3 separate regions of the Sus scrofa genome follow, and regions 1 and 3 are each linked to region 2. The links are chromatin contacts, called in public Hi-C maps. All regions are on one chromosome and are shown on one strand. The core of a region is the stretch at or near the end of the contact, and the rest is flanking DNA. Distances in the headings are between cores, read along the strand shown.

Evidence for each region. Hi-C and Micro-C count contacts between places; a contact is called where the count stands out from the background.
Region 1: a contact with region 2 is called in a Hi-C map of embryonic fibroblasts, with 3 times the contacts expected there. The contact joins the promoter of HAUS4 here to the promoter of CDH24 in region 2. A contact is called at or near these places in 6 of 47 Hi-C or Micro-C datasets (adipose tissue, alveolar macrophages, blood and 3 more) and 1 of 2 datasets of contacts at active chromatin or transcription factors (skeletal muscle).
Region 3: a Hi-C map of alveolar macrophages shows a contact between it and region 2, with 6 times the contacts expected there. The contact joins the promoter of AJUBA here to the promoter of CDH24 in region 2. A contact is called at or near these places in 5 of 5 promoter capture datasets (fetal liver, fetal skeletal muscle, liver and 1 more), 34 of 47 Hi-C or Micro-C datasets (adipose tissue, alveolar macrophages, blood and 17 more) and 2 of 2 datasets of contacts at active chromatin or transcription factors (alveolar macrophages and skeletal muscle).

What each region holds. Positions count from the first base shown.
Region 1 is chr7:76,082,722-76,087,574 of Sscrofa11.1, forward strand. HAUS4 (HAUS augmin like complex subunit 4) reads left to right here and starts at 3,059. Exons shown (of 9, transcript NM_001244156.1): 1 at 3,059-3,242.
Region 2 is chr7:75,990,606-75,995,377 of Sscrofa11.1, forward strand. CDH24 (cadherin 24) reads left to right here and starts at 1,300. Exons shown (of 12, transcript NM_001243615.2): 1 at 1,300-1,604; 2 at 1,783-2,077; 3 at 2,273-2,392; 4 at 2,467-2,634; 5 at 2,807-2,994; 6 at 3,305-3,558. The coding sequence starts at 1,404.
Region 3 is chr7:76,060,016-76,064,676 of Sscrofa11.1, forward strand. AJUBA (LIM domain-containing protein ajuba) reads left to right here and starts at 2,994. Exons shown (of 8, transcript XM_021099246.1): 1 at 2,994-4,404. The coding sequence starts at 3,369. C7H14orf93 reads left to right here. Exons shown (of 7, transcript XM_021099247.1): 7 at 1-1,862.

The sequences.
Region 1 (4,853 bases), core at 1,809-4,308, 94 kb after region 2:
GTTTTTTTTTCTTTTAAAACCAGGACAAAGAGAGAGGGAGGGAGGGGGAGAGAGAAAGAGAATGAATTCTACGGCCTCTCTTGCAATTCTTTCTTGCTCAAGGACCCCAGATGATGTCAATTGTAAGATCCTTTTTCAGTACTTGCTGCAGTTTTAACTGGCAGGGGGGCCTATAGGCTCCATTTTCTCATCTTATGCAGAACTGGCCCGTGAAGTCTTTCGCTTCACCTGGTCTGGTCTCCTTTTGGACCCAGAACGCACCTGTCTCTGCCTCCACTTGCTGGGATGTTTCCTTCCTTCTAAATGATCCAAATTTCCTCTCCCTTCAGGGTCGGCTAAGATGAGATTTATTTTATAGTCTTTCCTATCCATTCCTGCAAAAAGAGTTCTGTACCTTCCTCAAGATTCTCTAGTATTTATAATCTAAACTGTTCTTTTGACACCTTTTTCTGCCTTGTATTATTTGCTTTTCATGTGTATGCCTTATCTTCTCAACTGGATTATGAGCTTCTTCAGGGCTGAGACTGGATCCTATTTATCTTTGTGTCTCTCCCAAGGCACTTAATAAGTGCTTAATCAGTGTCAATTTAAAAACATCTCACTTTGATAGTCCTTCCAAAGCACTTTCTCAGCCATTATCTCATGTGATCATTACATCAACACCACAAGACTGGAGGAGCTAGAAATATGTTAGTTCCTCCTTTTGACAGATAAGGAACCTGAAACCCAAGGTCACATAGTTTGTTAGAGACAGAGATGGAACAGATAATTGCATATAAAAGTTCGATCTAATCCAGGCTTCCCACGGCACTCCCCCTCTCCCCTCCTACCTGGAAACAGACCTCTGCACCCTTCACCTTGTCATTCCCCAAGTGCTTTAGAGCTGCCCAGCCACAGCTTTGTAGTACCATTTTAGAAAATTTGGCAAATATGAGACATGAAATTTCAGTAGATTTCTGATCAGCTCTGAGTCACCAAAGCATGCTTGCTATTTTGTTCCAAGTGCCGTTTGTTAGGGACATTATGCCTGATATTTAATGACGCTGCACTACAGAACTGAGCAAGCATAAATGATTCTTAAAAGCCTTAGAAAATGACAGCACTTTAATATTAAGCACGAAAGGTGGCAGGTGACAAGACGACCAAGGATATAAAATTTCTGCACTGGATCACACTATTGCTCTATGTATTGCTGGCAAGAATTCTCTAGTTGGTACTAAAAGAAAAGGTTAAATTCTCTGCCACCCAGCACACCTAGCCCTGAGATTCCTTCTCCACTACCTCAGACTCTGCTTCTCTCATGCAATTTACTTACTATTAAATATTTTTAAAATAATTCATCTAGGAGTTCCAGCTGTGGCTCAGCGGAAACAAACCCGACTAGTATCCATGAGGATGAGGGTACAATCTCTGGCGCCACTCAGTGAGTTAAGGATCCAGTGTTGCCATGAGCTTCGGTGTAGGTTGCAGATGCAGCTAGGATCTGGCATTGTTGTGGCTGTGGCATAGGCTGGCAGCTGTAGCTCCCATTCGACCCCTTGCCAGGGAACTTCATATGCTGCACCCATGGCACTAAAAAATAATAACAATAATACTGATAATTCATCTAATGACTGGATTCCGGTTGACTTTGCAAAAAGGATGGGGTGAAGTTAACCCAGAGAGAGGTAGGGGGACCCCCTTGAGAGGTGTGATGACATTTGGTCAAAGTCCATAGTCAGCCTGAGGTCAAGCCCAGAGAGGAAGTCAGGGACAAGGAAACTGTCTTCCTCCCATCACTGTTTTCTCTCCTTCCCACCTCCTGCTGAGATTCCCCCATTGGCTGAACCCAGTCAGGGAACATGAGAACTCTAAACTTCCTAGGTAGTCCTTCCTTTCCACATAGGGTGTTGAAGAGCAGATGTGGATCTGGGGGGCCAAATGGAAGACATCCTGCTCATTGGTCTAGAGGTGGGCAGGTGACCCAGTCAGGCCAATGAGAGGTATGGGCAAGCCTGCTGGGTGCTTCCAGGAAAGACTTTCTTCCCTGTCATAGAAGAAGGCTCTTCTTCTTACTGCCTGTTTGGGATGCTGTTGAGATCATGTACTTCTGGGACTTCTGAAGCCACTTTGTGACCACGAGGGGATTGCAAAGAGACCTGCAAACAACTTTGATACCAGGTTGCTACTAAAAAGGCTTAGGACCCCCACTTCTGCACTTCTTGTTAAGCAAACAATAAACGTCTATACTGACTTTTTTTTTTTTCTTGCCATTTCTTGGGTGGCTCCCGCAGCATATGGAGGTTCCCAGGCTAGGGGTCTAATTGGAGCTGTAGCTGCCCGCCTACGCCAGAGCCACAGCAACGCGGGATCCGAGCCGCGTCTACAACCTACACCACAGCTCACGGCAATGCTGGATCCTTAACCCGCTGAGCAAGGCCAGGGATTGAACCGGCAACCTCGTGGTTCCTAGTTGGATTCGTTAACCACTGAGCCGCGACGGGAACTCCATATATTTTTTAAAAAGACATTTTTAATGAAAGAGACGTAAAGGAGAGGGCAGAGGAGAAGCATGAGGGAAGAAATTGGAGAGGAAGCCCGCCCAAGTAGAAGGGCTGGCAGCACTTGAGCAAGAGACCTGCAGGCAGGCTTGGAATGGGCGGCCGGTCTGGGAAAATTCAGAGGGCCCTTGGGTCAGGTTTACATTCTGCCAGCTGCGACCTTGAACATGCCTCCTAACCTCTTTGCGCCTTAGTTTTCCCCTCTGTAAAATGGGTATGATAGTGACTTTCTCATAGACGCTGTTAAGAACTAAACGGGGGCGGGGCGAGGCGAGGCAAGTCAAAGGCTTGACATAGTGTCTGACTCATCGTGGGCCCTCAATAAGAGCTAGCAATTATTACCAGCTTCTCAGCGTTTGCCCTCGACATGGGGACGGTACCCGGAGAAGAAGCAAAGACGTCTTGCTTCAAAACTGGTCACAGGCTGTTGGGGTCTAAGGGGTTGCACGCCCGGCGAGGGGCGGAGCCTGCCGTTCCCGCCTAGAGCGTGGCCCCGCCCCTCCGACGCGCTTTCGGCATTATCCCCGCCCCCGACGGTCCCGCGAGGTTCTCCGGTGCCTAGCTCCTAGCCTCTGCGCTGGGCCGCAGGGAGAGGTTCCGGACCCCGGGCGTGGGCGGGGGGCTGGTGTTGCCACCACTGGCCTGCCCACTCCAGCCCCCTCGGCATCGCCTCTGGAGCTTCAGCTGCCGCATGCTGTGCAGGTTTGCCTCGGAGGGTCAGCGGGCGGCGCTGCGGGGAGGAGGAACGCTAGGAGGGTCAATCCAGCCAGTCCGCAGTCTCCCGCCACCGAGACCGCGCTCGCCCTTGGGAATCCTTGGCCGCCCAGACGGAAGAAAAGTAGGCGCCAGAGAGCCCGCTCCGCATTTTGATTCATCTCGGGCCCTTTAAGGGTCACATCTTGTGAAAATACCTGTAAAATCAATTTAACGTTCAGTGCAGCGTGTAAAGACAGCTCTAAGAATTTAAAAGACGCCTGAGTCAGAACATTTAAATGCTTAGGTCCTTGCAGCAGCGTTTTCACACGTCTGAGTGCAAAGGGTGGAGAATGGAGCCTGATTGCCGCCACCGTTCCCGCCCTGTAACACTTTAAAAGGGTAAAGAAAAGTACCCTAAAAAACCCCAAGTGGGCAGTTCCCCTAGGGAGGGAAGAACAGCTAGCGTTTTTGAAATTTGAGTTGGTCCTCATTTCCGTGGATGAAGTTTGCCTGCAAAATTTACTTGCAGGCTTAGATCCGTGATAAACAGAATTGCTAAAACACTGAGCTTAACTAAGTAGTGGCTTTTGTTGACAAGTCGATTGTTATTAATTCTTAATGTCTCATCCAAGGCAGGAATCGTTATCTCAGTTTTGCAGGTGGGGAAAATTTGGCACAAAAAAAGCATTTCCCTTAAATTCACACAGAAGCAACAGCTGAGCTGCAAATTAAGTCCTAGAGTTCTGCCTCCTCAACTGCGTCCCCCTCTGGACCATGTTACAAAACAAATGAGTCCTTACTTTGATGTTACTCATAAAACGAGGGAGTAAACCAAATGTTCTGTGAACATGAAGTGTTAAATCATAATAACCTGTGTCTGTTCTGCTTTGGGAGGCTCAGCTGCCCTTTGGGATTTGATACTTTACAGAGAGGCGGGGTGGAGCCAAAAAAAGGTGGGGGGAGTCATGTCAAGGGAAGAATTTTGCCTCAGGGGTCCACCCTCTGACCATCTTTACTGCCCCTTTGTGTTGATGTCACTCTTTTCAGTGTTCTCCGTGTTCTGGCAAAACGCCAACAGCGCATGTCCACCTGGCCAGGCTCAGCCGCATTATTATTATTATTTTTTTGTCTTTTTGCTATTTCTTTGGGCTGCTCCCGCGGCATATGGAGGTTCCCGGGCTAGGGGTCGAATCGGAGCTGTGGCCACCGGCCTACGCCAGAGCCACAGCAACGCGGCATCCGAGCCGCGTCTGCAACCTACACCACAGCTCACGGCAATGCCGGATCGTTAACCCACTGAATAAGGACAGGGAGGGAACCCGCAACCTCAGGGTTCCTAGTCGGATTCGTTAACCACTGCGCCACGACGGGAACTCCTCAGCCGCATTATTAATTCATCTGTGCCTTACTCCTTTTGGCACTGACCTCCCTGTCAGTCTTCCTGTCCTGTATTTTCCTCCAGGTGCTCTTTACCAACGCTGTTATGTGAAAACCAGTTGTTTTTGTTCAGGTGTGGAATGATTTGTCACTGCTGAAGGATGTTTCTAGAGTTAATGATCAAAAACTACTGACAAATCTCAGATGAAAGCACAGGTTAAAGAAGTGTTAGAAACTATT
Region 2 (4,772 bases), core at 50-2,549:
ACCCTTCTCTCTCCTTCTTACCCTGTCTTGCTCCATCTCCTCTTCCTCTTTGCTGTTTTCTTCCTCCACCTCTCTCTCCTTTCCCGTCTCTTCCTTTTCCCGCTCTCCTTTCCTTCCCCTGTTCCTTCTCTCTCCTCTCCCCTTCCCTTTCCCACTCTCCTATTTCCCACTCCTCTCTCCCTTTCCTTCTCCCTCCTCGTCCCGCCTCCCTCTCCGGTCGCCGGCTCGCCTCCGGCTTCCCTCTTCCCTCGGGAAGGAAAGGACTGTCAGGTGTGTGTCTGCTCTGGGGGAGGAGAGGCGCAGCCACAGCCACCTGGGGGGACCCCCTAGGAGGAGAGGGAGAAGACAGTGGTGGGAAGGGTCCTCTCTCTAGCTTCCATCCCACAGCCCCTCCTGGCTGCCCCCTCTCCCAGAATGAAGTTCTCCTCCAGGGTGGCCTGGTCTAACCCCCTCAGCTGAAGCTGCCCCTTCCTGTCCATCACACATACTGAAAGCCCCTCTGCCCTCTCAGCCACCCATTCTCTAGCCTGGTACCCATATGACTCCTCTCTGCTTTTCAGACACCCAGGCTGCCACCTTGGGTCTCTTTCCTTCTGTCTCTTGCTGCCATTCTGTCTCTGTCTCTGCAGCCAGTCCCTGAGTCTTGGTCTCAACCTCAATCACGCTGTGTCTCTAGCCTCTGGGTCTGCCTCTGCTCCCCCTCCCCGGTCTCCTGGCCTCTGCCACCCCTCTTCTTCCAGCTCTGGCCCCTACAATGCCTCATGAGTCCAGGTCTCCCTTCAAGGACTTCAGCTAGCAGTGTGTTAGGGTCAGTTTCTGGAGAGGCGGGGTTCTCTGTGGAGGAGGGACTTTCACAGGCTTTCAACCCTGTTTGAGGCTGCACTCCTTGTCCTCTCACCCTGACCCTAGGCACCCTCAGATCACACCTCCAGGAGTCCAGATCCCTTTATTTTAAGCCCTTTCCCTGGTAGCCCCCATTTCCTCCAGCCCCCAGCTGCATGCCCACCCTGGGAGAACAGGAGCCAGATTTGAGGTTCCCAGCCCTCCCAGCATACCCTCTCCTATTTTCTCCCCAAGCTTCTCTACTCACTTGACTGGCCGGAGATTTATCAGCTTGGAGGGCTGGAGGTGAATACAGGCAGAGCCTGGGTGGAGGGAAAGATCAGACTGCTTTCTGTCTTAGTCTGGTTTCTGGTCACTGGTGTTTCTGGTTCCTCGGAGGTCTGATCTTGAGCATCTAACTTTGGAGGGGGGAGGGTTAAGGGTTTCCTTGACCCTGAACAGCTACCTCTCCTGCAGGTGTGGATCCATGGGGTAGTCCCAAAGCATCTGCCCCTCTGCCCCAGGCAGCTCATGCCTTAACACCCAGGGGCAGTGAACAGAGCCCTGGCTGGTGCCCAAACATGTGGGGCCTGGTGAGGCTCCTGCTGGCCTGGCTGGGTGGCTGGGGCTGCATGGGGCGCCTGGCAGCCCCAGCCCGGGCTTGGGCAGGGTCCCGGGGAGGCCCAGGACCAGCACTGCTTCGGACCCGAAGGAGCTGGGTGTGGAACCAATTCTTTGTCATTGAGGAATATGCTGGACCAGAGCCCGTCCTTATTGGCAAGGTAAGGATCAAGCCTCCCATGTCTACCCTGACTCTCAAGGCTCTGCCCTGCAACTTCACTTCTGCAATGACCTTGGTCCCTCAGAACTCCCAACACTCCACCGAGGCCCAGACTTAGACTCTTTAACTTTCTGTCCCTGCGCTTGGAACCCGCTGCCATCTTTCCCTGACCCGTACAGCTGCACTCGGACGTGGACAGGGGTGAGGGCCGCACCAAGTACCTGCTGACGGGAGAGGGGGCAGGCACCGTATTTGTGATCGATGAGGCCACAGGCAATATCCATGTCACCAAGAGCCTGGACCGGGAGGAGAAGGCCCAGTATGTGCTACTGGCCCAAGCTGTGGACCGAGCCTCCAACCGCCCCCTGGAGCCCCCATCAGAGTTCATCATCAAGGTGCAAGACATTAATGACAATCCACCCATCTTTCCCCTCGGGCCATACCACGCCACAGTGCCCGAGATGTCCAACGTCGGTGAGTATCCCGAGTCCGGACATCGTGGATCCCACCTCCTAGAGCGCCCTCCCTCACCTCTCCCTCCCCCACCCCTTTCTGCCCCGGAAGCCACCTCCCTCAGTTCAGCCCCACTCATGTCTGGGTCCTGATCGTCTGCTGTTCTTCCCTACTTGGCTCTGCCCCTGCTGAGTGGGGTGCCGGGATCCCCCACAGGGACTTCAGTGATCCAGGTGACTGCTCATGATGCTGATGACCCCAGCTACGGGAACAGCGCCAAGCTGGTGTACACCGTGCTGGATGGACTACCTTTCTTCTCTGTGGACCCCCAGACTGGTGAGGCTAGAGCTCAGGAGCCGGGTGGGGCTGCCTTGGGACCAGGCACCCTCTGATCCATCATCTCTCCCTAGGAGTGGTGCGGACCGCCATCCCCAACATGGACCGTGAGACGCAGGAGGAGTTCTTGGTGGTGATTCAGGCCAAGGACATGGGTGGCCACATGGGGGGGCTGTCGGGCAGCACTACGGTGACGGTCACCCTCAGCGATGTCAACGACAACCCCCCCAAGTTCCCGCAGAGTAAGGGGCCAGTGCTGTCGCCTGAGCCATCTTTTAAGCACCCCACCCCTTGCAGCCTCTTGAGAAATCTGCCCTCCCACCCCTCCCGAGCCAGGCCTGGGAGAAGGACATGCCGGGAGAGGGAGGAGGGCTGGAGACCTCTCTAAGATCGTCTCCCTCCATCCTCCCCAAGGCCTGTACCAGTTCTCCGTGGTGGAGACCGCTGGGCCGGGCACCCTGGTGGGCCGGCTGCAGGCCCAGGACCCAGACCTGGGGGACAACGCCCTCATGGCATACAGCATCCTGGACGGGGAGGGGTCCGAGGCCTTCAGCATCAGCACAGACTCCCAGGGTCGAGATGGGCTCCTCACTGTCCGCAAGGTTAGCCTCCTGTCTCATGCCACAGACCCACTCATAACTGCCTCCTGCCCCAGGGGTCATGCCTCTAACTGGTCTAGAACAGACTCAGGATCCCTGTGTTGGAGCTTGGAGATCATGGTCACCTCCTCATCCTTCAGATGAGGGCCTGGGGCACTTCATGGGGAAGTGACTGGTTGAAGACTTTGCATAGAGCAAGTCTGTGATGGAACTGGGGGCAGACCTAGAGTTCTGCCCACCAAGGCTACCACCCCTCTGGTGCCCTCCTCCCTGGTCTCCATCTGCCGCAGTCACTCCATCTCCCTCCCCACAGCCCCTGGACTTCGAGAACCGTCGCTCCTACTCCTTCCGTGTGGAGGCCACCAACACGCTCATCGACCCAGCCTATCTGCGGCGAGGGCCCTTCAAGGACGTGGCCTCAGTGCGCGTGGCTGTGCAGGACGCCCCAGAGCCACCTGCCTTCTCCCAGGCTGCCTACCACCTGTCGGTGCCCGAAAACAAGGCTCCCGGGACCCTGGTGGGCCAGGTGTCAGCCTCTGACCTGGACTCCCCAGCCAGTCCAATCAGGTGAGCAGGGGTGCCGGCCAGGCTGGGCGGGCCTCGGGGAAGGGGCCCAGCAACAGGCTGTTCTCACCTGAGGATGAGCCTCCTTGACTGCAGGTGACATTCACCTCCTGGTAGAAGTTTCCCTGCAGGCCTGGGTACCAGGGGAGAGCCAGAGGACCTGGCTAACCACTCCCAGACTCGCCACCCGTCCCTCTGGGTGGATGATAGTGGTGCCTCCTAGAGGCAGGGCAGACAGATGGACTCTTATCCAATGATTGCAATGGATCAGTTGACAGCTATGGCTATTGCTCACTCCTTTCAGTGCTTCACATTTTACCCACTTGATAACATTTCACTCTCACAACAATGTGTGTAGTAGTAGCCTTAACATCACCCGTTGCTTTAGCAGCTTGGCCCTGAGAGGCTGAGTAACCTGCCCGAGGTCTCGCAGTCAGTAAGTAGCAGCGCTGGAACTCAGACCCAGACTTGTCAGCCTCCAGGAGACCCACTCTTTCCACCTCCCCAGCCAGCATCCCTGGCACAGCACGGAAGGAGGTGCTGGTGTCATTCCCATTTTATAGTTGAGGAAACAGGTTAAAAGATTTGCCCAAGGCCCACAGCTGGTCTGAGACAGAGCAGGGCTAGAACTCAGGTCCCTCATCCCCAGAACAGAGCCCAGAAGTTGAAAAGATAAGCGGTGTTTACCTTGTATCCACCTCTTTCTCCCTTTCTCCATGAAACCCAATCTCCCGAGTGTCAGGACAGGTGGGTTTTGTTTGTTTGTTTGTTTGTTTGTTTGTTTTGCTTTTTAGGGCTGCACCCACGGCATATAGAAGTTCCCAGGCTAGGGGTCTAATTGGAGCTACAGCTGCTGGCCTATACCACAGCCACAGCAATACTGTGGGATCTGAGCCACATCTGTGACCTACACCACAACTCACAGCAACGTCAGATCCTTAGCCCACTGAGCAAGGCCAAGGGACTAAACCCGATTCCTCATGGGTACTTGTCGGGTTCAGTTACCACTGAGCCACAATGGTAACTCCAGGACAGGTGTTTAATGTTGATGACTCCCCAGGGATATTTGTCTTTTGAGGGGCCCCTAACATGAATTATGGCTCAGGGTGCACGGGGCAGGCTCTGCCCCGCAAGCTCAGACCCTCTGCCCGGATGAGCCATGAGGCCCAGCAAGGCAAGCTGAAGCTGCAAACTCCAGCCCTGCCCCAGATCAGCCC
Region 3 (4,661 bases), core at 1,744-4,243, 71 kb after region 2:
TGTGGTATAGGCTGCAGACACAGCTTGGATCTGGCATTGCTGTGGCTGTGACATAGGCCAGTGGTTACAGCTCTGATTTGACATCTATCCTGGGAACCTCCATATGCCCTGGGTGCAGCCCTAAAAAGAAAAAAAAAGGAATTTCCGTCATGGCCTAGCAGTTAACAAACCCAACTAGCATCCATGACGATGTGGGTTCAGTCCCTGGCCTCGCATAGTGGGTTAAGGATCTGGCGTTGCCATGTAGCTTGGATCTGGCGTTGCTGTGGCTGTGGTATAGGCCAGCGGCTACAGCTCCAGTTGGACCCCTAGCCTGGGAACCTCCATATGCAGAGGGTGAAGCCCTAAAAAAAACAAAAAAAAATTTAATTGATACCTAAAGTGGTATTTAAACCAGAAGGGAAGGAGAGGCCAAGAGAGTTTTCCAAACCTAGGGAACTGCAGGTACAAAAGTCCACAGGCAAGAGGGAGCACAGACAAGGTGCAATTCTACTGCAGAGCTGTTTGGGGAGGTGTGTGTGTGGGGGGGGGTGATGCTGAGAGAAGAGACTGGAGAGGTAGAGAGACCCTGTGAAATACTTTAAAAGTATAGACTCTAATTCAAGGGCAGTGAGCAATCACTGATAGGTTTTAAACAGGGAAATATGATCCTCAGGGTATGAGATGGATGGGAGGGAGAAAGCTTCAGCAGGGAGACTTTTGCAGTGGTCCAGGAGAGAAGAGATGGTGGTGTGTGTGTGTGTGCGTGTGTGCGTGTGTGCGTGCGTGCGTGCGTGCGTGCATGTGTGTGTGTGTGTGTGTGTGTGTGTATGTGTAGTGATGTTGATGAGGGAAGGACAGATTTGAAAGATAATTTGGAAGCAGAATTGACAAGACTTGGTGATAGGCCTTGGTGATAGGATTTGAGGTTAAGGGAGGGGGACATAAGGTCAATATTCAGATTTCTGGCTTAAGTAGCTAAGTGGTTAATGGCGCCATTTGCTCAGGAAATGCTGGAGGAGCCAGTTTTGGGAGGCAGGGAAGGTGAGGTCAGTTTAGGGTGTTGTGTACCTTTGAGACAACCAAGTAGAGGTGCTAGTCGTCAGCTGAGTTTTTAAGTCCAAGAGAGTCTAGGCTAGAGATACGGACTGAGGAGTCATCTGTGTATATAGAGCCTAAAGTCCTGGGGAGGGAGAATAGGGCCTGTGGAGCTCCTGGCTCTAGTTCAGCCTATAGAGTGGTTACCCCGAGGTCATGAGCACTGCTGGCACCTGCCCTATCAGAGTGTCCCCCTTTCACTTGTGTCTGCTTCCTGTCATCCCCTGAACACCCAAGTTCTTGATCCCAACTGTGCCTACTACTGCCACTACCAGCTCCCGGATGGGCCTCCTTTAATGGCATCTCAACTTTTCATAAGATTTACTCTCCCATTCTAACGCCAAAGGAGCAAAGCTCCCAAATGTTAGAAAATGTAGGTAATTGGAAGGAAGCATCCAGGTTCTCCTTCCCCATGGGGAGACAGGAAAGGAGGGAGAAGCTTATGGCTGATTCTGAAGATGGCACGCAACAGCAGGTTCTGGATGCAACCTGAGAGCTCCCCTGGGTTACTAATGCTTTCAGTCCTCCTTGCTTCCACCCTAAGAGTAAACTCTCCTCTGGATCAGAGAGATGCTGTAGCCCTGACCAGGGAAAGAGGCTGATTCTCAGGAGAGATGAGGGCAGGGAGACAATGCAGCTAGGGCAGAGAAGCCAAACAGTTTGTGCCAAATTAATTTCCCCAAAGATATTAACCTCCTTTCCTTCCCCTTTCCCTAAGGCCACACTAAGATTGTAAAAGGTGTTCAGAATGTTGAAGTGAAAATAATATGCATGATTTGTTTGCATATAATTTTCATACTAATTTACTATCCAAATGCAAAGGAGTTATTTTCCCTCTCCATTTTCCCCCACACCCTACCCCATGCCCCTGATGTGCTGGTCTGGGCAAAATCCATTGGCTGATATTTAATCAGGTATGTTCAGCTTCAGCCAGGGCTTCCTCTTTTCCTTATTCTTGAGCCTCCTAGTATGGCCAGGATTGGCCTCTTTTGCTTTTCCACCTTGATCATTTTCACTTGCTATCTCTTCTAAAGAACATATTTTTTCTTCCGCTTAAGTTGATACTTACTCTTTATCACCAATCTCCTGTGGGCCAACCAAGGGCGAGGCCTTTGCTACCCCTAAAAACCAGGCCTTCTATCCCCAGTCACCAGAAATAGTTGCTAAAAATCTCATTTCCCAACACCAGGGGGTGTCTATCGATCCCTCTATCAGCCCTACCCTGAAGGTAGAGATTAGTCCCAAGCCTTTTTCTCTCTCCTTTCACACACACACTCTAAAACTCCCTCCCTCCAACTGCAGAGTTTTGGATTCAGAAAGTTGTCTTTGCATTGCAGCTTATCTGTTTGTCTCTCATTCTCTCTGGATTCGCACAAATTTGTCTTTTTCTTGGCCTATTCAGCCTTCGGTCTCTGCAACACCCGCGATCGATCCCCTTTGGTCTGCTCTCTTTCTTTCCATACCTGTCTTCCACAACCTCTCTATAAGGGCTTCCTCGCTCTGAACCTCTCTGTGTATCTACATTTCTTTTCTCTCCCTGTCTCACTATTTCTGTATCAGTCCCTCCTCATCTCTCCAGCAGTCCTCATACTAGGAACAAAGTCACGGTGTTTGCGCAGAACAAGCCTCGCGTCGCCGGGTCCCGGGCCGCGACATTCCACGGTGCCCCTCCGCGCATTCCAACTACAAACAAAGAGTTCCCCTCCCCTCCCCCACTTTTTCCTGTCCCAATTCTTGAGTGGTGTAGTAGCTATTGCCCAAACTGCCCCTCGCCCTTTTTTAGCCGTCAGTCGGCGGATCTCCAGTTCCAGGACAGTTGGCACCAGCACCCGCTCTCCCCTCCTCCGGCGCACCAGATTCCTGCGCCGACACCCCTGTTTCTTTCGCACTCAGCGCCCCGCCCCTCCAGGAAAGTAGATCCGGCCAGGCAGACAAAAGTTTGGGAGAGAAGTTGGGTCCGTGCTGAGTGTGAGAGCGAGGGGGGCGGGGGCCGGGGAGAGTGGGGCTGCCGGGTGAGTCGGCTCGTGAACAGATAGACCTGCGGAAGGCACAGCCACGGCCGTCGGCCCTTCTAGCCTTGCTTAACCCCTGATGCGCGGGGGGACGCAACCCCTGTCGCTGGGGGATGCTGCGGGATTCTTGGCGCGGGGCATCCAGGCCACCCGCTAAATCCCGGTGCCTATCCTGTGCCCCCGGGGAACCCGAGTCCAGCCGCAGGGAGAGAGAAGCGGCCACCGAGACGCTGCAGGGTGCCGGGCGGGGAGGGGGCTGGAGTCCCCAGGCCCGAGGGCATGGAGCGATTAGGGGAGAAAGCCAGTCGCCTGCTAGAGAAGTTAAGACTCTCGGACTCCGGCAGCGCCAAGTTCGGCCGCAGAAAGGGTGAATCTAGCCGGTCTGGGTCTGATGGGACCCCCGGGCCGGGAAAGGGGCGTCAGAGCGGATTAGGGGGACCTAGGAAATCAGGGCCCCGTGGAGCTACTGGGGGACTTGGGGATGAGCCGTTGGAGCCAGCCCGGGAGCAAGGCCCCCTGGATGCTGAGCGGAACCCCCGCGGCTCCTTTGAGGCGCAGCGCTACGAAGCCTCCTTTCCCGGGGTGCCACCTCCCACCCGGGCCTTGCCTCTACCTCAGTCATTGCCCCCTGACTTTCGGCTGGAGACCACGGCCCCAGCCCTAAGCCCCCGCTCCAGTTTTGCCAGTAGCTCAGCCAGCGACGCGAGCAAGCCGTCCAGCCCCCGGGGCAGTCTGCTGCTGGACGGGGCGGGGGCTGGTGGAGCCGGAGGTAGCCGACCCTGCAGCAATCGTACCAGCGGCATCAGCATGGGCTATGACCAGCGCCACGGCAGTCCTCTGCCTGCCGGGCCTTGCCTGTTTGGCCCACCCCTGGCTGGGGTTCCGGCAGGCTATTCCTCCGGAGGGGTGCCGTCCGCCTACCCCGAGCTCCACGCTGCCCTGGACCGACTGTGCGCTCATCGGCCGGCCGGATTCGGCTGCCAGGAAAGCCGCCACTCATATCCCCCGGCCCTGGGCAGCCCGGGAGCTCTTGCCGGAGCTGGAGTAGGAGCGGCTGGGCCCTTGGAGAGACGAGGGGCGCAACCCGGACGACACTCGGTGACTGGCTACGGGGACTGCGCCGCTGGCGCCCGATACCAGGATGAGCTAACAGCGTTGCTGCGCCTGACAGGGGGCACAGGTGGGCGAGAAGCCGGCGCCCGCGGGGAACCCTCGGGAATTGAGCCGTCGGGTCTTGAGGAGCCGCCGGGTGCGTTCGTTCAGGAGGCTGCCCGGACCCGGATACGGGAGCCGGAGTCCAGAGAAGACTACTTTGGTGAGTGAGAGAAGTGGTGAGGGACGGGGAGGGACCCGTCACCGCATTTGGTTCCCCTCTGCCCCGACGGCCAAAACTGCCTGCGCCAGGAGGTCGGAGGCAGAGACTCAGGGCTAGGAAAGAGGCAAGAGAAGAATTCCCTTCCCACTGGGTTTCAGATGGACCACAGGCACCCTATTCCTGCTAAATTCACCCCCTCCCTGTGTGATCTCCAGTTCCTCAAGCTTTAGAGCCTGGGTTTTTCTCGGTAGGAGGCC